Linked DNA regions of Mus musculus: all the other regions are linked to region 6. A link is a contact called in public HiCAR-type, HiChIP or PLAC-seq and promoter capture Hi-C data. All regions are on one chromosome and are shown on one strand. The core of a region is the stretch at or near the end of the contact, and the rest is flanking DNA. Distances in the headings are between cores, read along the strand shown.

Region 1 (3,065 bases), core at 241-2,740, 600 kb after region 6:
TCAGTCTTAAAACCCTAGGGACATTTTTACACCAAACCTGCTTGCTAACGATAACGTAACTACAGAATTCACAGGGCAGCTGGCACGTGTCACAAACTGCTCGAAGTATTCATACATCACACCTGAGAGAGAGGTACTATTATCCTACCACATCCTATGACAGATATGAGCTCGCTGAAGATCACACAGCGAGGGTGTGTCAGCAGTGGTGTGGAACCAAGTCTGTTCAACTGGAAAGTCCACGCTCTCAATCACTAACCCCCATGGCCTCTTAAGCTCAGGTGTGGCTGCCCATAAGGGGGCTGGTGTAACTCTGGCCTCCTCCCTCTCTCTGCCCCGACTTAGCAGCAGCCTCCCGCCACTCAGAGAACCAGACAGGCTATAAACTGCCCCTGATCAACATCTGCTGCCCTCTCCAGGGGTTGGGTACTTCCCAAGGTGATCTACCCTTTCTGTGTTTGGGGTCATCCAGCTGTCTTCATGTTTCTGGAATCTCATGGAAGTTTAAGCCCGGTGCAGCTCATCAGCCGTTGTGTCTCATCTGTCAGAGTTCAGGCAAATGGCACAATGTGGAGTACTCAGAAAGGGTGCCTGCCCACCCGGCAGCCTCTGCTGAGGGTCTGCTCTGGGGCCTGCTCTACCCTCTGTCACTCAGGCTCCCTAGTTGGAGGGAAAAATGACACAGGAGACAGCATTCTAAGGACAGACCTGGACCCTGAAGGTACAGATTGGACTCTGCCCTGGGACGTTCCAGCTGGATCTCCAAGGATACTGACACAGGTGGGGATGGGTCCTTCGGTCTTGGGATGGATCGTGTGAAGGGCTGAGGCTGAGAGCCTGTATGTCCTGTCCAGGAAGGCTTCAATGGCTCAGCCCGCGGTGGAAGCGGGGGCAGAGTCCCAGGTCTCTGGGGCCCGGGACACTGAGCGGTATGCAATCGGCTGATGCAGACACATCGGGGACACCCTGTGCCCGCCTGATAGGATCCGGCCTGTAGCCTCGCATAGCGCTGGACACCTAGGGTATATGTTACGGTCAGAGTTGGTCTGTGGCCAGCTCGCCACTGGCCTCTCGGACCTGAGAGGTTCGAGTCTCCACCGGTCGCGACTGTGGGCCGGACCCAGCCGCCCTTTCCTCTCTGTCCTTTGCTTCCTATTCGTCCGAGGTGACCCTGAGCCGAAGTCTCGCAGACACAAGGTTCGGAGGTCCCTGGGCGCCCCAACGCCCCCTTTGCTGGTATGCAGGAGGAGGGGCGGGGTCGGCGTCCGCAGCGCGCCCCTCCCCCGCCGCCGAGAGCGCAGACGCGCACGAGCGCGCTCTCACCTGGCCGCGGCGGAGAAGCCCCGCCCTCTTATCCCGCCTACCCCCACCGGACCAATCATAGGTGGCGTAGGCGGGTGGGGGAGCGACGCGTGGGGCGGGGCCTCCGCAGCCTGCGGGGTGAGCCGAGTGGGTGGCGGAAGGCGGCCGGCTTCGGCAGAGGCGGTGGCGGCGGCTGAGGGACGGCGACGCGGCACGCGGGGCGGCGCGACAGGACGAGCGAGGGCTGCGCGGCTCTCCGCAGCTGCCGCCTCGCCGCAGCCGGGCCGCAGGGCGCCGCAGCGGGTGCGAGGCCTGTGAGGCGGCCGGAGCGGCGTCCTGTCAGGCGGCGCGGGCGCGGCGGACGGCGCCGCGATGATGCCGGTGGGTGCGGGCGGCGGCGCCTCGTTCCCCGGCCCCCGCGCGAGGCGGGCCCGGCAGGGAGGAAGCGGCGGGCGGGCGTGCAGGGCGAGCGAGCGCAGGGGCAGGTGGGGGCGGCGGCTGTCAGCGGGCGGGCGAGAGAGCGAGCGTGGGCGGGGTCGCCGACAGGGCGAGCGGCCTCCGCAGGGCTGCGGGCTGCGCGGGGCTGCGGCGTGTACGGCCCCTCCCGGCCAGCGACCGGTGCCTCGATTTCCTCGGCGAGGGCACCCGGGTGCGGTGTTCGCACGCTCGGAATATGTGTTTCCCCTGCACTGGGAGGAACGCATGCCGTGCGTGGATTCAGAGAGCCATCTTAGGAATCCCCTTGCCGAGGCTTCTCCGTGGGTACATTTGCTCCACCTGGCGTGATGTCCCTATGTCCTTAAGGTTGAGCCGGTTGTGTGTCACTCGAGCCTTTGTCCTGCTCTTAAGGATGCTTTTGGCCAGGAAGACCTTCGTTTTGGGGGTTGCCACCTTCTTTGCCTTTTCCTTTACCTGCGTGCGGTACAAGCAGCAGTGGATGCTGAATTCTCTCCTTTTTTAAATAGGCTTTTTGTGAAGTGTATACGTCGTAATTAATGGGAAAAAACGTGACATAGATTGTACCCAGTTGGGCGTGTTGTTTTTAGAGTGTCTATTGAGTAAAAAAATCTCAGACTAATAAAATAACACACAATCTATTTTTTTTTTTTTGTTCGCTTGTTTTAGAAGTGCTGGGGGTCAAACCTGGGCTTTGCAGGACTAGGCCAGTGTTTCTATCACTGAGTTTATATATCCCAGATCCACAGAAAAAAAAAATTGAAGCCTACGTGGAAAGATCACGTTTCAGAGGGGAAATATGTCTCTGCATTTTTACTTGAATACTGTCGTTCTGCTATGCTGCACCCAAGCTCATTAGTTTACAAACCACCACCCCTTCAAATAATTTCCTGTTTCTTGATAATCTCTTCTCCCTCCTTTTGAACTGATTCCAACCCCTGGTGTTGGTGGAGTTTTAAGATTTAACCTACTTGATCCTTAAATCCTTTGGTGTTAGGCTTGTTGAATGCTAAGCATGTTTTTAAACGATTGCCTTGTAATGGAAAGAGCACTAAGTGGGCGTCAGAAGAGCTGGGGTCAAATAATTGTTCTGGTACCTCTTCATATTGTGTCCTTGACAGAGTTGAGACTGAATTCCCTCTAAAATAGGGATAAGAACATATCAGTATTTGAAGTACCATCATGAAGATCAGTCAGGACGCTTTTCAGAATTGTTGAGCAGAATGCCATACCACATTTTAAATATAGCTTTGGGGTTTCAGTTTGAGATTCTAATCTTTACAAGATACACTTTATTTCTTCCCTTT
Region 2 (3,269 bases), core at 305-2,804, 750 kb after region 6:
ATTCTGACCTAAGGCTTTGTCATACCGTATAAAGAGCCTTGGAATTTAAGTAATGCAAAGAATCAAAAACATAGCAGTTTAAATGGTATATAAATTTCTTGTTCTCATGCTTTTTAAAGACATCATTTTTGCAAGTACACCAGATCACCAATAACATAACAGTAGCAGGTAGTAGCAATTCCAACACAACACAGCTGGAAACGGCCTGCAAACTTCATTATAATGCCATCCACTCGGTCACATATTAATATTACTTTATTAACACCTTAATTTTTTTTTACGGGAAGGGGGCTCCACATGTAACAAGGAAAAGCACTCCAGGCCGGGCACATTCAGGTCACAGGGAGATTCCACACCCGGCCACTGAAAGAAAGAGACTGGCTGGCCACTGGCCATGGACCACAGCATGACAGCACGCCACCCAGGGCGGTGCCGGGGAGAGGTGGGGGCTAGAAGGGCGGGGAGGCCTGAGACAAAGCCAGTCGGCTGACCCCCAACACACACACTACCACCACCACCACCTCTTCAGGACCTCAGCAGACAGGCTTTGGGTCCCTTAAGCCCACAGCTGCCATTGGAAGGCCGCCCCCGCCCCGAGGCCCGAGTCAGGGCGGGGCCCTGAACACAGATGGGACAGAAGCCTGAGGGACACAGGAGGGGAGTGGAAGAGAAGGGGCAGGAACAGAAGTCTAGAGTGCAGGCAGAGAGAGCTGAGCCCCAAACCTAGAGGGTCACGGACGAAGAAGGGACAAGGACCTCAACTCAGAGAGGGACAGGCAGAGATAGGACAGGACCCGAACCAGAACAGGAAGGGAAGGGAGAAGAGCCTCAGCCTGGATGTACAGGCAGAGAGATGACGACAAAGACCCCAGCCAGGAGGGGCGCAGCCAGTGACAGGGAAGGGACCCAAAGCAGGGGCGCAGGTAGACAGGGACAAGGACCGCAGATTGGAGGAGCGCAGAGAGGTGACAAGAGACCCGAGCCTAGAAAGGCGCAGGCGGAGAAAGGACAGAAACCCCTGCTGGATGTGCACAGGCTGAGAGAGGACAAGGACCGCAGACTACTGGCGCGCAGGCAGAGGTGACAAGAGACCGGAGCACGGAGGGGCGCGGACGGAGCGGAGAGGAGAGGGAACCCCAGGGTGCAGACAGGGATGGAAAGGCCAGGGAGGGGACTGGGTTCGGGCGGAGGAGCAAAATCGCAGCCTGGAAGGGCCGGGTGCAGATGCGGCGGTGGACGGAAAGGTCCAGAAGCCTCAGCCCGGAGGATGCAGGCGGGAAGGGGTCGCGGCCGCGTCTGGAGCACTGCGCACCAGCCGCGCGGAGCCCGGGGCGGGGCGGGGACCAGGCCGCGCACTCACCGTCCGATCGGGAGAGTCGCGCTCGTCGCGCTGTCACAGGCCGAGGCCGCGCAGAGCCCAGCCGCCTCAGCAGCAAGCGGCGCCTCCGCAGCCGCCCCGCAGCATCCTCACCCTGACCCGCGCTCCGCAGCCTCGCGCCACCCTCCGCCGCCGAAAATGGCGTCGCCGGCGCCGCGCCCGCCCCACAATGCTGTGCGCCGTGACGTCACCCGCCCTCGCGCCGCCGGGCGGGGCTCAGGGGAAACTGAGGCTGGGGTCCGCAGCCCGGAGCTCTCCAGGAGCCTCTCTAATCTGTGTGTGGTGGCCTCAGACCGGGAGGCTTCCCTCGCCGCGCCTCCACCCGTGGAGGACGGGAAGATCGCCAGGCGGCCAGGACCCACCCTCTGCGGCTCGCTCCTGGCCGCAGCTCTCGCTCGACCTCCAGCCTGGCCCAAAGGGCAGGCTTGCCAGCTCAGGTTGCTCCTGAGCCTCGCACAGCCGCCTGGCACCCCAACTGCAGGCCTGACTCAGCAGCGGGTTGGAGGGGACGCTGAGTCAGTGGCAAGGCCGAGCTTGCCTGCCACCGGCTTGGGAACCCTCCAGGTGCCTTTAGACGTTTCCAGAATGGCGCGGTTGTATTACTAACGGGGAGGGGTTGCGAATGCCCACAGCCTCCCCACCTTGGGAAACGCTTCCCTCTTCTGATGGTATTGCCCAGAACCTGCTGCGGTCCTCCACCCTGCACTTATACCTACCAACATCAGGGAGGCAGGTGCTTTTGATCTTAACAAGCAGATCCAGTTACTTTGACCTCCTAGAAAATTCAAAGGCTGGCCAATAAAGGGGCAGCTCCCGTGGGGAGCGCAGCAGCCCATGTTGGCCTAAGGAGAGGCTGTGGGTTCAGTCTTTACTGCAGGCTTCACTTGCCCCAGCACACAAACTGCTGCTTGGATGTTGGGTGTCGCCGGCTCTTCAGCCACTGCCATACATCTGAACAAAGCATATGACGGCCCCTGCCCAGGTGGTGTTGGAAAGAAAAGAGTAGGCTAAGCGGGAGCCCATTTCTTTCCCATGGGTCAATCACTGCCCCTCCGAGTCCTGTATATGCACACACTTCTTCAGCAAGCAAAGGGCTTTTTTGTTTCATCTGTCCCTGCCATTGCTTTGTTCAAGCTTTATCATCTCGTTCTTTTGCCCCTTCAACTGATATCCACTAAGTTCCCAAGGTTCTCACAGGAAGACCCAGGTACATAAAGTGGCAGATGGTGTCTGCTGGCCAGCTCCCATTCCAATGAGAAAAAACAAGCTCAAACAGAATCTGACTTGTTGAAAACAGTAAAATTGCAGGCAGAGTGGTGAGGGAGTGGCACATGACCCAAACTCCAAGGTCAGAAAATTGTGCTGACACACACAGGAAAGAACAGGACCACGGAACCAGCGTAGAACACTCCATTAAATCTTGAGACAGGAGCACCCCTGCTGTGTTGGGGAGGAGGAAAGACCAAGCTAATCAACCCTGCTGCAGACATACATCACTCTCAGCATGAGCATAAAACTCCTTAGCTTGGTCTACAAAGGCCACAGGACCTAGTTGTACTAAGGTCACTTTACCCTGTCCCTAGCTGCCCTCACCTGTCCTTTAGTTTTCTCTGCCACACCCAGTTCAACATCCCCCTGCCTAGACTGTTGTGTGACTTCCCATGGAGAAATAAAGAGACATCTATCCTTTCAGGGGCTAACGGTTAAGAATGCTTGCTGATCTTTCAGGGGACTGGAGTTCTGTTTCCAGCAGGCACATTGGGTGAATGCCCACAGTAGCCTCTAACTCCAGCTCCACTGTACCTGTGGACCTCTTCTGGCCTCTGTGACACCTGCATACATGGGCACACCCGCACATACATGAATATGAATCTTTGAAAGATATATAAAT
Region 3 (3,276 bases), core at 21-2,520, 830 kb after region 6:
GGCCTCGTATCAGTGACAGTGCTAATCTTCGATGGAACTAGGGAAGGGCCTGGCTGTAAGTGTGGGACAGACTTCTCTCTGCAATGAGCTCTGGAGTATCCAGCCTCCCTCCAGGAAGGGGCAGCTGGCCTAGAAAAAAAGCAGTCAGCACCTTGGCCAGCATCAAGCAATCCCAGCTCCGACCTCATAGGGCACCTCCTCCTCTTTCTTCTCCAACCCAGGTTAGCTCCCATCAGCTGCCATTTCGATGACAGCAGCTAGTACTGCTTCTGGCTTCACTCCCTGCAGCCACACCCTCCCTTGCAAGCGGAGTTGCTAAATAAAAGCTAGAAGAACCAAGTAGTTCAGCGCACAACTGCAGGAAGGATCGGCTGCAAACCGTCTTATCTGAGCTCATACCAGAGGAGCTCACCTGATTCACAGACCACAGAACCGGGACGCAGCTCCAGCATCATGGTGATCAAGGCAATGTCGGTGGAGTAGAGGATCTGCGTGCGGTGGGGCAGGTTCACTGTCCAGAGCTCAGGAGTGGGGTGCAGCACATACACCCAGCCGCCTCTGCTGCAAATCACCTTGGAGCCAAATGGGCGGCCAATGAGGTCCACCGAGTGCCTCAGGACGCCATGCCGGGTCTGGGTCTGTGCCCCACGCTGCACACGCACTGCTACCATCGAGCCGTGCCCCAGTGACAGGATGGCTGTGTCGCCTTCCTTGATCAGCTCCTCGTATGCCACGAAACTCATGGTGTTAACGTTTGCCAAGGGTCAGGGACCTGGAGAAGTGGTGTGTGGACGTGAGGTCAGAGGACCAGGAGGCAGGATGAAGATCTGTGGTCTGGACAGAGAGGTCTGTGGGGCCTGGGTTCTGAGCAGGGTTAGCGGACTTGCTTAGCCAACCCAACAGAGCTGCACTCTAGCCTAACATATGGAGCCCTTCTGGAGGTCTCTATTCTCGGAGTACACAAGAGAGTGCACAGCGACAGGAGCCCAAGGATTCCCACACATGAAGAACCAGAATCCCCTAGTGTGAAGGCGGCAGCCTCTGATAGCGTGCACAGCAGGGGAGAGAAGCCACCTCCGAGCCCGGAATCCCCGTAGCCCCTTGCCCAGAGTCTCCACGGAGGGCTCCCGACGGCAGGGAAGGCTGGCCTCCCGCCGAACAGCACGGGACCTGCCAGCAAGCCCGGAGCGCCGCTCCCAGCTCGGAAACTCACGCAGCATAAACCGGCTCCCGGCTCCACACGTGGCTCCACGGCGGCCGTAGCACTTCCGGTGCTTTTTGATGACGTCAAACCAACGCAGGGCTCTCTGGGAGTCGCCGCGCTGTCCTTTGCGTGCTCCCAGAGGACCTTTTCTGGCTGGCGTCTCTTCGGCTGTGTTCTTCTGTGCAGGCTTGCACGTTGCCTAAGAGATCCGAGCGCTGTGCGAAATAAAAGTCCCCTGCTCGCCCGCGGCCTGTCCGCGCGCGGCCTTTTAGGGCTGCCCGGTGCACGAAGTGTCTGCCCGCGGGATACGCATGACCCTAAAGAGCACTTTGACAACTATGTAACCCCAGGACCTCCCTACTATGGCCCACCAGGACATTTTTGTCATTGCAAACAGCTCTGAAACACCCTGTCTGGGCTCCAGAATAAATGCCATAAAGTGGAAACGCAGGCAAAGGGATGAGGGTTAGCTCAAAGACTTTGGCTAGGGCTGGGCCGAGTAAAAGGAGTAGAGTTAGTCTGGAGTATTCTGCAAAAGTGGCCCTAGGCCAGGTCCTGCCTGAGGGGGAGGGCACAAAGCGTCCCTTTCCAGGATCCCTGGCATCTTGAGAGCCTATGAAGTGAAGGAAGATTCTTCCTCCGGGTGTGCAGTGGAGAGGGGAGTAGGCAGGCATGGGGCAGAGAGAGTGGAGAGCCTTCCTGCACACCTCAGCTGGTAGAAAAGAAGAGAAGGAAACGTTAGCTATGCAGAACCAGCAGCAGTGACCAGCTTAAGGCTGCACTCTCCATGAAGAGACTTTGACCCAGCCTGCCTTTTCTAGAATCCCGCCAGCCTATAGGGATCCTCTGGGGCCAGGCTAGGCCAACCTGTGATGTCCTTGCCCTAGAAACTCAGGTGCCTGACTTCAGACCTCCTCAAATTTCTGCCCTGATTGACCTTAGTATGATAGCCCTGGAAGGACAGACAGTGAGGGTTTTTCTTGGTCGCCCATGTCTTCAGCTGAGACATCCCAGCCATATCCACAGCCCCACAACCCTTTTCTTTCTTTTTTTCGTCTTTATTGAATAATTTATTTACATTTCAAATGTTTTCCCCTTTCCAGGACTTCCCTTCAGAAACTCCTTATCCCATCCTCCCTGCCCCCACAACCCCTGTTCTAACAGGGTACTTCATTCCCTTGGTGGTGCACAGCCCAATACACATCCTAATTGCCCCTCTGGAGAGTTAGACTTTTCACTTCTCCTGGGAGGTTCCTCTTCCTCAGCTTCTCGGTGGCATGGAGACCAGGCCTGATTACATCCCCACCCAACCTATGAGTTCAACGGGGGGGGGGGGGGGGGCTTGGTTCCACTTGCCCACTGCTGGCTTCTCAGTTCTTCCTGTGTACCTCTTCTACAGTCCATCTTCTCAGAACTAGTCATCTGTTATGCCCAGCCTCAGCCTGGAGTCTTCAAGCAGAACCAGCAGCTTAAGACCCTAGCTGGTGAGGTGAGGGTGGGGAGATTTCCCAGCGCAGTTTATGCACTGAGTTCTAATAAGAACAGATGCTTCATGTGGCCAGTTCACTCTCATGTCATTGAATCCTCTTCCTTACAATTTTATGACCACTTTACAGATGGGGAACAGAAAGCTAATTTGTGTAACATCATACCGACAACATGGTTCATGCAGGGCTATATTTTGTCTTTCAGACAGCCTCCCTATATAGCCTTGGCTGCCTGGAACTCACTATGTAGATCAGGCTGGTCTCAGACCCAAGAGATCTGCCTGCTCTGCCTAACAAATACTGTGCTTAAAGGTGTGCTCCACCCTGGCCTGAGGGATTCCAGTTCAAAGCCTAGAGTCAGAGAACTGATAGCGCTCTTGGGCAAGAACAGGGGCAGCCAGCCCCAGAGGAAAAGAAGCTGAAGATGTCTTTGGGGGAGGCTGCTCCACCTGCACCTCTGGCAGGGCCTAAGTTGCCAAGAGTCCCCCTTTGACTGGCACAGCCTCCTGCTGCACTGTCTGCAGCCCTCACCTCTCTTCTGACCCCTGTCAACTTCCCCTTTGCCCTCCATGAGCAAGGGAGCAG
Region 4 (3,064 bases), core at 272-2,771, 700 kb after region 6:
CCATTCCTAAGCCCACACCCACTTCAGGGACGCTAAGTGCACTCGAGGGTTGTGCTCAGTTATCTTTGCACCCAAGAGGAACTATGTGCTCAGATGCCTAAGTACAAAGGTAAAGTGCAAAACTGAGGGCACAACCAGGAGGGCAGGGACGGCTCAGTGACACACCTGGTATAGCCAGGGGCTCTGAGTACAAGATGAACCTTCTCCTTCAGGGCTCTCAGGAACTTCAGAGTTTGGGGGGTGGGGTGGGGTGCAGAGCAACAGCAGCCAGGCTACAACCTTCTGGCTGCACGCACGGGTGGCTCTCCAGTCCCTGTTTCAAGAACACTGGACCTCACTCTAAGAAGCCGCTGGCCTCGGCCACCTGTGGATGAGCTCTCAAGGGGAAAGAAGAGCAGCTGATTAGAATTCCAAGCAGGGACTCTAACTTAAAAAATTTGGGAGGAGGCCAGGTGTGGTGAAGCACATCTTTAACTCAAGAGGCTGAGGGAGGAGGAGTTCGAGGACAACATAGCAACAGTGTGTGGTAGAGGCGTGTGGTAGTGCATGCCTAGCACTCTGAAGGCAGATCTTATGAGTGCTAGGCCAAGGACGGGGAGGTGGGAGGGGGAGAGGGGAGGAAGGGAAGGAGAGGGAGAAAGGGAAGGAGGGAGAGAAACAGAAACATGGATGAATTTACACGAGCCATTAAGATAGCTCACCAAGTAAAGGCACGTGCCGCCACACCTGAGACCTGAATTCCGTCCCTGGGACCCAGATGGTTTAAGAAAACTCTCTTCTACAAATTATCCTCTGATCTACACACCAGCGCTGTGACATTGGGGACAAAGGCACATACACACATGAATAAATGAAGAAAAGTTGTTTCAAAGTTTATCAAAGTCGCCAGTACTTTCGTTGGTGTCTTTTAAAGATATTTAATTTGCTTTGAAATAAAATCGCATGGAATGCGTGAATTGCTCCTATTTTCTCCCAAGTGGCCAAGCTTTGCAGAGTTTAGAACTTCGAAGATTGCAAACCCTTTGGCACCGTTCCTCCGTGGGCAGGTGGAGGCGGACTCCCTCACCCTCGCCCCACGGACACACTCCAGCCCCAAACTCGCGCACGGCTCACGGGTGAGCCGCTCCACCGCTCCCCCTCGGGCCTCCCCGGGGCTCCGCACCGCGCAGCCAATGACCGCCAAGGAATGGAAAACGCCCCACAGCGCAGAAGGGACAGCGGGAACGCCCGGAGGGGAGCCGCGGCCGAGCGTCCCTAGGACGGAGGCGGGAGACGCCCCGGCTCGGGTTGGGGACCCGGGGGCTAGGACGCACCTCCTTGTCCGGAACCCACTGCGGCTCCTCCAAGCCGAAAGGGCTTCCGAAGGCGCGGTGCTCCGGCACCATGCGCAGGCCACTTGGCGAGCGCACAAGCTTCTTGGCGTCGCGACGCGCGGCCACCCCCGAGGACATGTCTCCGCCTGAGCCCCTCACGCCACCGCCCGCGCTGAGCCCACACAAGGCGCCACCCCGCCCCGCCCGCAGACACGATGACAGCTCCGAAGCCCAATCCGCAGCCAGAGCTCGTAATATGAACCAATCGGAGAGTAGTATCCGCCCCAGAGTCGCCCTTCTCCAATCCGTGCAAGGATCCCGCCCCTACGGCTGGCCACCAATCGGCGGTGAAGACCGGAGGGGCACCCTCGCCCCTCTAGGGAGAGTGTGACTTCGGATTGGCCAATTAGTCAGCCACGTAGGCGCCTCTTCGTTTCTTCTGGGTGGAGCAGACTCGGACTCTGGCCTCTCATTGGAAGAGAAGATTGAGATGGGCGGGGCTTCAGGAGCGGGCGGAGCGCGCGGGAGACTTGCGGGGTCGCTGATCCGGGAGGTGAGTTAGCTGATCGCGAGTGGCCGAACATGGGGTGGCGGGAGAGGACAGAGGACACTGTGGGTTTCGAGCGCCCCAGGTCGGGACTCAAGAACGAGCTTCCCCAGCGGGGCACCCCTTCAAGCCCGTAGCGGGGTTTGAAGGAATCGAACTGAGCGCGGGACCTGCTTTCCGCACTAGAGTCCCAGGCCAGCCACAGCGTGACCACTCGCTGCAGATTTGATCTGTGACTTTTGTTTTTCTTGTGGTGTTCGTAAGGACGAGTCACATTGTGCGTGTAGCCTAGGCTGGCCTTGGATTCAGCAGTCCTGCCTCAGCCTTCCTCGCACTGATACAGGTGTGAGCCACCGCGCGCGCCTCACCCTCTAGCTTCTTTGGGTAATTGGCCAAATCAGCTACCCAGGAGCTTTGCTCTCTCTCTGACACAATTGGACACACTCTAGCCCAGTTGGAGGGATGAGCTGGTGTAACCCTACTTCTCCGGAAGGCAGGCGGCCAAGTGGAGCATGGAGCTCTGTGCTTTTGTCTGAGACACAGGTTCTCAGTGTTGAAGTAGAAGTTGCTCAGTGGCACTTTGTAAAGCAAGGTTAGCTGCCTCAAGGCCTTGGCATTTGCGGGTGCACAGATAGAACCCGCCCCTGACTATGTCCTCTGTCCAGTCTCCACCAAGCCCTGTGATTGCTCTGGTTCACCACTGGACGCTGTAGCGATGGCTTGGGGGACCTTTGAGTTCTGGTGCCAGAGCTTTGTGTCTGAAAGCATGTTCTCCCTTCCCTCCTGCCCTGTGTGGTGTGGTGTATGTGTGTGTGTTGTATGTACATACGTGTATGTCCGTTTGCATCCGTACTGATGTGTGTGCGTGTGTGGAAGGCAGATGTCTGACATATATTCCTCCATCACTTGCCCTACGAACCCAAAGTCCACAGATTCAGCCTGTCGGCCTGCTCTGAGGAACTTGTCTCTGCCTTCTGAGCCCTGGGATTACTGGCAGCCCACCAAACCTGCCCAGCACCAGATCTCACGTCCTCGGCCTCCTCAAACTTGGCTCCTGAGCCACTCCACCCCATCCTTAGTGCCTCTTGGCACTGTCATTTGAACCCATTGCAGTGTACTGTAGGACACGCCTTTCCTCACACTGGCCTGGTGCTGTCCCCTCCGGGCCCCTTTCGGGAGACTTTCTCTGTGCTTTCTGGTACGG
Region 5 (3,142 bases), core at 76-2,575, 570 kb after region 6:
CAAAGTTCCTTGGGAAGCCAGGTTCCCAGATGAGAACCAGAGTTGAGCAAACAAGTTCCAGGGGATATGAGGGAGGGGGACCTGGTGAAAGCCTGGCAGTGTCCGCGGGCACCTTTCCGTGGAGTTCTCAGACATGTCGCTATTGCACCCTGCTCTGTGCCTGCATGCTCCTCTGTGTTCAGAGAAGTGAGGAGGAAGAGGAGGATGCCCTCTGGGCTGAAGAGGAGTAGCTAGGGGTGCCACTTAGTGGAGCTTGGTATGAGGGCTGCCCCGAGGCCTGACCTGCTTCCATGGCTGGGGCATATCAAGGACAGCACGGGAAGCGGGCTTAGCCTTTACTTCTGGCAGGGGCAGCCTCCTACAGCCTCGCAGTGGGTGAGGACCCCATCCAAGGACGGTATGCAGGGACTGAGTGCCCCCTCAGTCTCTCCCTCAAGGCCCACGTGCAAGCCATCAGGAGTCTTCCCCCCAGGGTTCATTCAGCTTTGGGATACATCAGGTCTCCAGAGCGACCTGGAAGAGTGCCTGGCCCTCACTCCCACCCCTACATCCCACACAGGAAGCATCTGGGGAAACAAGATAAGCAGCATGCCGGGTGGTCACAGCAGCTGGGGGTGGGGTGGGGGGAGGGCAGGCCGGCTGGGTCAGCAGCTCTCTTGTCCAGCTCTTACCCAGACCTACCCTACAGTTCACACCGAGCGAGGCTCCCCAGAAGTGTGTCGTGGATGGTCTTCAGGTGGGGAAGGACTGGGGTTCATGGCATTTCTCTCTACCAGGGTCTTAGTTGAGCTGTGATTTTAGTAAATTATGATTGGGCAAGTCATCCCATCATGAGGTGGCACCAACAACAACATCGCCCACACACACTGGTGCCTAAAGGACTTTATCACTCGGCCACATCACCTCTATAACCAAAAAAATAACAAGGCACTTCAAAACCAATAAAGTGACAGTCCCCAAGCCCAGCGGGCTGCAGATGATATCTTATCAGGGCAGAGTTGAACTCCCATTCGGGTCAGGGTCCAGAGGCTCCAGGCTACCAGCCTCACAAGGGTTGTGACCTTGGTGACCAGTCTCATGGGCCTCCAGGGAGGCTACCTGGTGACTCAGCCTCTTCCTACAGCCCTGTAAATAGCCAGAGTCCATCCACACGGAGGCTGTGTGAAACTGCCTCCACCAGGAAGGGAAGTTTTAACTGGCCCAGAACCCCACAAAGCCCCAAAGCAGACACCACCAACTGCTCAGTGAGGCCTTTCCTGAGGGCGGTCCCAGGCACGGCCCCGCCCCCTAGCCGCCCAGGCCCCGCCTGCCAGCTCTGAACCACACACTGTGTCCTACTAGACTAGACAAGGCCCTCACTCAGCTATTCCCAGCCAGCCACGGTGCTCAGGGTAGACCGCAGCACGCATGGTGGACAGAGGGACAGAGGATGAACGGAGAAGCACAGGGCTGGCTGCTGGGGACCTGGCAGATGCTTCCTATCCCTGCTGGCTGGTGACATCACCGCTGTGACGTCACACTCTGGCTTCCTGGGCTTTGGGAGTGCTGGTTCTGGTGATAACCACTTCCTGCTCCCGGCCAGGGTGACTCAGGACTTCCTTCTGCTCCCGGAGTCATCACTGAGCCTGGCTCTCCTGTATCCTCATCTAGGTAGGGCTGGGGGAGGAGGGACTCGTGGGTCCCTGAAAGCGGGATGAGCATGGCCAGGGCCAGTCTGTGGCATCTGTTGCTGTCTCCTAGGGAGACCTTCTTTCTGCAGAGTGGGGCCTCCACAGTCTGCACAGCTCGGCTCCCCATTCTCTCGTGAAGGTAGGCCAGGAACTGGGTTTCCTAATGAGTGACCAGGAAAACGGAACTTTCAAGGGGCGTGTCTGTTTAATGAGGAATCAGCCTGAATGGAAGCCAACCCAGTGCCTTTCCAGGTAGGCAGGCCAAGGCCAGAGGAAGGAAAGCTGGGTCTCTGTTGGAGCAGGAGGGCAATATGGCTTAGGCTTGGGGAGAGAACACAGGTGCCACCGTAGCCACAGTGTCCATGAGCCCCATCCCCCACCATGCTGGCCAAAAAGAAACAATTGATGAACAGAAGGGAGGAAAGATGCCTCCAGCAAAATCAGGCAGGAGGAGACCAGAGCTGTCATTGCGCTCTCTGTCCCCAGCAGGCCGAGCTCGCACTGTCATGGGGTGGAGGAGGCTCAAGCCGCCCTAATTAGAATATCAGTTAGACCCTGCTTTTCCTGACCTGCTGCTTCGAAAGCTAATTCTTTGTGCTTCCACAAGGCAGGCCCTACAGGGACAGAGGGGCTTAGGAGGCACAGCCAGAGGGCTCAGGCTCTCAAAACCCAGGTCTGCCTTGCAGGGCCAGTTTTGGGCCTTTAGTCTGGGATGGACAGACGGCTGGCCATCCTCATGAATCGCCATGGTGCCCAGTCTGGACGGTCCATGCGGCCCAGAGCAGAGGGAAGGGGGCTCAGCAGTGATGAAGATGGCTACAGGAATGTGCAGGCCCAGCCTCCTGTGGTGGGGAGTCCAGAGCTGCTCAGACTGACTGGAATTCCTGTTGCTCATGCACGCTTCTGGCTTCTTTTTCGGTTCTAGGTACAAGCTGTTGTCATGAAGCCTGGAGTTTTTCCGAGATGCCAGAGGCAGCAGCGCAGTGCTCTTGTTTCTCATCTAAACCTGTCCCTTTCTCAGAACAGAGCCCGCGTGTGTGATTCCTTCGTGGTCCCAGAGCGGGTCATCTTGCTTGCAGGGTAGCCTTGGGGCACCACTGCTTGTCAGGGTTGAGCAGAAAGGCAGACCAGAATCCTCTGAGTCCCCCTCCCACTTCCAGCTGGTTGACTGACATTCCACCCGACCAGAAGGAACCAGAGGAGGAAGAAGGCCTGAGAAACTGGAGGGAGGCTGCTCAGGCGGTTCTGTAGAATGTTCTAGAATACCTAGAAAAAAAAAAATAAAGCACCCAACAGGCTGAAGCAAGGAAATTACTGTAGGTAGTGAGTTCTTGGCCAGCATGGGCTACATGGGTGTAACTCTGCATAGAATAACCAACCAACCAACCAACCACCAAGGCTGGAAAACTGGCTTGGCAGTTAAGGGCAAGTCCTGCTCTTGGAGAGGACCCAAGTTTAGTGCCCAGCATCTA
Region 6 (2,813 bases), core at 120-2,619:
ATGAGCAGATTTTGACCTCCCAGTGATAAGCAGAAGACAAGTCACAAATCAATGAGCTGTCTTTCCGTGTGTAAAAACCAACCAGATTGAAAGCCCTGCTCAGGAGAAGGGTCTGCAGAGTTGATGTGTGGACTATCTTCACGATATTGCCAGAGACCAGTTTGGCGACTCCTGCCAACACCACTTGAAGTGTTCGTACCTCATGACCCAGTCATTCTTCTCCTAAGACTTTCATAGAGACTCATGTGCTGCCTGCACAGCTGGCACAGCCGCAGAAAAAGACACCAGGATGTCACACAGCAGAGCCGGAAACAACAGACACTGGAGACGCTCAATGTCCCCCCAGAGAGGGATAGTCACACACAACAGTCAATGTTACGGAATGTTACACAATAACTAGAAAGAAGACCACGGGCTTGCTTGTGCAGACAGGGAATAATGCATACTGTTGGATGACTGAATTGCCTGTAGACACAGGCATAGTATGAAACATTTTTGAAAATTGTGTGTGCGTGGTGCAAAATGTCTGGATGGGTAGACATCAGGTTGTCACGAGTAGTAACGATGTGCCGGAGTGGAGGGAAGAGGAAGAAACTTGGTGTCTTTGTATCACACATATTCCTCATTGTAATTAAAAAAAAAAACAAGCCCATATTACTTTGGCAATAAAACAAAAGGAATTTTTAGTGCCTGAAGCCAAAAATAATGCTGATGTAATCTATATCCAGAAGGATGTCTCTAGGGCTTACTCATCTGGGAATTGGACTAACGGTTACTTGGTATTAAGGGAAACTAGAAAAGTCATTAATTCTATTAATTAATGCACCACCAGCTCCATCACAGCAAAGAGGTCTTAATGAGGTGCCCAGGGCAACCATTATTTATCTTACAAACGCGGAGTGGAGGGCTCTACTGTGGGGCTGAGGGCATGGTTCTCGGAGCACAAACAGATCACGAGTCTGCTCCCGCCTAGGAATACTTGAACCCTTCCTCTTTTCTATCCTCACACCTACCGACCCGACTCTCTGCCTCCCTCCTCCATTCGCTTTAAAGACAAAGGCCCTGGCAAAGGAGTCTGAACTGCACATAGGACTCCATCCTTCTCCTCCTTAGCCTTTCGCTGCTGGTACCCTTCCTGACAGAGTCGGGTTTCCCCAAGCTGACTTAGTAATGCTCACGACCCCTGCCAGGTTTCCATGGCACGTCTCCACCAATGCAGTCTGTCTAGTGTAGTGCTCTGTCTACCTATCCTGCAGCCGCGGGAACTGTCCGCGGTACTGACCGCAGGCGCGCCCCACGCTCGGCCTGTGCGCACGCGTCTGCGCGCAACGCGAGAGACCCGCGGGCGCCGTCATTGCGCAGCCTCCCACGCGGCTCGGGACCGGCCTGCGCGGCGCCGGAGACTCGCGGCCCGGCTTCTGGAGCGATCGCGTCCCTGTCCGGTGGCCTCGCCAGCGGCTCCTCTCATCCTGGCACCACCATGGCGCTCAACAATTTCCTCTTCGCGCAGTGCGTCTGTTACTTTCTGGCCTTCTTGTTCAGCTTCGTGGTGGTGGTGCCATTGTCCGAGAACGGCCACGACTTTCGTGGCCGCTGCCTACTCTTTACCGAGGGTATGTGGCTGAGTGCCAACCTGACGATGCAGGGGCGGGAGCGCTTCACTGTGCAGGAGTGGGGCCCACCGGCTGCCTGCCGCTTCAGCCTGCTCGCCAGCCTCCTGTCACTGCTGCTGGCTGCTGCGCACGCATGGCGCACGCTCTTCTTCCTCTGCAAGGGACACGAGGGGTAAGTTTAGGCCTTTCAGCAGCCCAGCGCAAACTGATGCAACACTCACACGGTTCCTGGCACCTATCAGGCTCTCCTCTCCGGGGCCATGAGCCCCTCCACCTCTCTTGCTGCAGAGGCCTGCAAGTGTCAACACTTTCAGCCTCATTATTTTAAGCAGACTGCCCTTTGTTTACACACAGGCCCAGCGGCTATGAGGCTGTCTGTCCGACCCACATGATCTCTTTCTATTCCCAAGGGATGCATCACTCCGAATTCTCAGTCCTGACCCCTTGGAGCACAGATGTTGCACTGTCATGGCTGCATGTCTGGGCTCTCTTGTTAAGCTAGGCCACACTCCTCGGGACCTGGGACCATTTGCAGTAGTCTTGGGCCTGCACCCCTTTCCTGTGAGTGGGGGAAGGGACTACACTTTGGAAAGAGCGGGTAGTCTTCTATTTTTGCTACTCCTCTTGGGAAAAGATGGCAGAGGATGTCTGTAGAGCTCCTTAAGCTCCCCTTAAGCTGGAGGCATGTACAGTGTGTGTGTGTGTGTGTGTGTGTGTGTGTGTGTGTGTGTGTGTGTGTGTATGTGTGTCTCTCTGTGTGTACTCTGTGTGTGCCTTTATGTGTGTGTGTACTCTGTGTGTATACTGTGCATGTGTCTATATGTCTGTCTGTGTGTGTGTGTGTGTGTGTGTGTGTGGTGGGTGAGTAGGATCTCCTTTGTGTTCCCTGTACCTCCCGAGTTTCTTCACCCTTTTTTTCTTTGTCACCTGTCTGAAGCCAGTAGAATGTGGTCACTTGGTGTCCTCAGCCAACAACAATCAAGAGCCCACCCTCTCCCTGGCTGAGGCTTCCTGGGTCCTGGAATACCAATGCTCCTGCAATAGAGAGTGAATTCCCACGTCCAGCCCTCCCCATCCATGTTTTTAGTTGCTCCCTTGCAAGGAGGTGGGTGACAAGCACGGGTCTCTGAGAACACAAGGATGTAGGAGGCTGGGTGAAGGGGGTTCTTGCTAGTACCACAGATGAAGAACATGAAACAG

What was found. Promoter capture Hi-C pulls out the DNA fragments that hold promoters and counts their contacts. HiCAR-type assays count read pairs that join an accessible place to other places. HiChIP or PLAC-seq counts read pairs in DNA pulled down with a chosen protein or histone mark.
Region 1: a contact with region 6 is called in an HNF4G HiChIP or PLAC-seq map of pancreatic cancer cells. The contact joins the promoter of Ppp1r13b here to the promoter of Tmem179 in region 6. A contact is called at or near these places in 2 of 39 promoter capture datasets (hippocampal neurons and neural stem cells), 5 of 115 datasets of contacts at active chromatin or transcription factors (cardiomyocytes, embryonic stem cells, pancreatic cancer cells and 1 more) and 3 of 9 other capture datasets (embryonic stem cells, liver and pancreatic islet).
Region 2: a contact with region 6 is called in an H3K4me3 HiChIP or PLAC-seq map of embryonic stem cells, with 5 times the contacts expected there. The contact joins the promoter of Klc1 here to the promoter of Tmem179 in region 6. A contact is called at or near these places in 1 of 39 promoter capture datasets (hippocampal neurons), 1 of 484 Hi-C or Micro-C datasets (cortical neurons) and 4 of 115 datasets of contacts at active chromatin or transcription factors (embryonic stem cells and stem cell-derived neural progenitor cells).
Region 3: an H3K4me3 HiChIP or PLAC-seq map of embryonic forebrain shows a contact between it and region 6, with 3 times the contacts expected there. The contact joins the promoter of Trmt61a here to the promoter of Tmem179 in region 6. A contact is called at or near these places in 2 of 115 datasets of contacts at active chromatin or transcription factors (embryonic forebrain and forebrain).
Region 4: a contact with region 6 is called in a HiCAR-type map of embryonic stem cells, with 3 times the contacts expected there. The contact joins the promoter of Zfyve21 here to the promoter of Tmem179 in region 6. A contact is called at or near these places in 3 of 39 promoter capture datasets (embryonic stem cells and hippocampal neurons), 1 of 484 Hi-C or Micro-C datasets (embryonic stem cells), 5 of 115 datasets of contacts at active chromatin or transcription factors (cardiomyocytes, embryonic limb bud and embryonic stem cells) and 1 of 9 other capture datasets (embryonic stem cells).
Region 5: a contact with region 6 is called in a promoter capture Hi-C map of stem cell-derived epiblast-like cells, with 8 times the contacts expected there. The contact joins the promoter of 5033406O09Rik here to the promoter of Tmem179 in region 6. A contact is called at or near these places in 1 of 39 promoter capture datasets (stem cell-derived epiblast-like cells), 1 of 15 datasets of contacts at CTCF or cohesin (the NIH/3T3 cell line), 1 of 115 datasets of contacts at active chromatin or transcription factors (pancreatic cancer cells) and 1 of 9 other capture datasets (embryonic stem cells).

Annotation. Positions count from the first base shown.
Region 1 is chr12:111,906,480-111,909,544 of GRCm38.p6, reverse strand. It overlaps Ppp1r13b (protein phosphatase 1, regulatory subunit 13B), which reads left to right and starts at 1,490. Exons shown (of 17, transcript NM_011625.1): 1 at 1,490-1,683. The coding sequence starts at 1,675.
Region 2 is chr12:111,757,134-111,760,402 of GRCm38.p6, reverse strand. Klc1 (kinesin light chain 1) reads right to left here and starts at 1,554. Exons shown (of 16, transcript NM_001025360.2): 1 at 1,361-1,554.
Region 3 is chr12:111,676,099-111,679,374 of GRCm38.p6, reverse strand. Trmt61a (tRNA methyltransferase 61A) reads right to left here and starts at 1,270. Exons shown (of 4, transcript NM_001099793.1): 1 at 1,214-1,270; 2 at 413-772. The coding sequence starts at 743.
Region 4 is chr12:111,812,627-111,815,690 of GRCm38.p6, reverse strand. It overlaps Zfyve21 (zinc finger, FYVE domain containing 21), which reads right to left and starts at 1,521. Exons shown (of 7, transcript NM_026752.4): 1 at 1,314-1,521. The coding sequence starts at 1,451. Xrcc3 (X-ray repair complementing defective repair in Chinese hamster cells 3) reads left to right here and starts at 1,812. Exons shown (of 8, transcript NM_028875.3): 1 at 1,812-1,866.
Region 5 is chr12:111,942,665-111,945,806 of GRCm38.p6, reverse strand. 5033406O09Rik (RIKEN cDNA 5033406O09 gene) reads left to right here and starts at 1,325. Exons shown (of 3, transcript NR_029464.2): 1 at 1,325-1,650; 2 at 1,741-1,922; 3 at 2,596-3,142.
Region 6 is chr12:112,509,716-112,512,528 of GRCm38.p6, reverse strand. It overlaps Tmem179 (transmembrane protein 179), which reads left to right and starts at 1,369. Exons shown (of 4, transcript NM_178915.3): 1 at 1,369-1,785. The coding sequence starts at 1,481.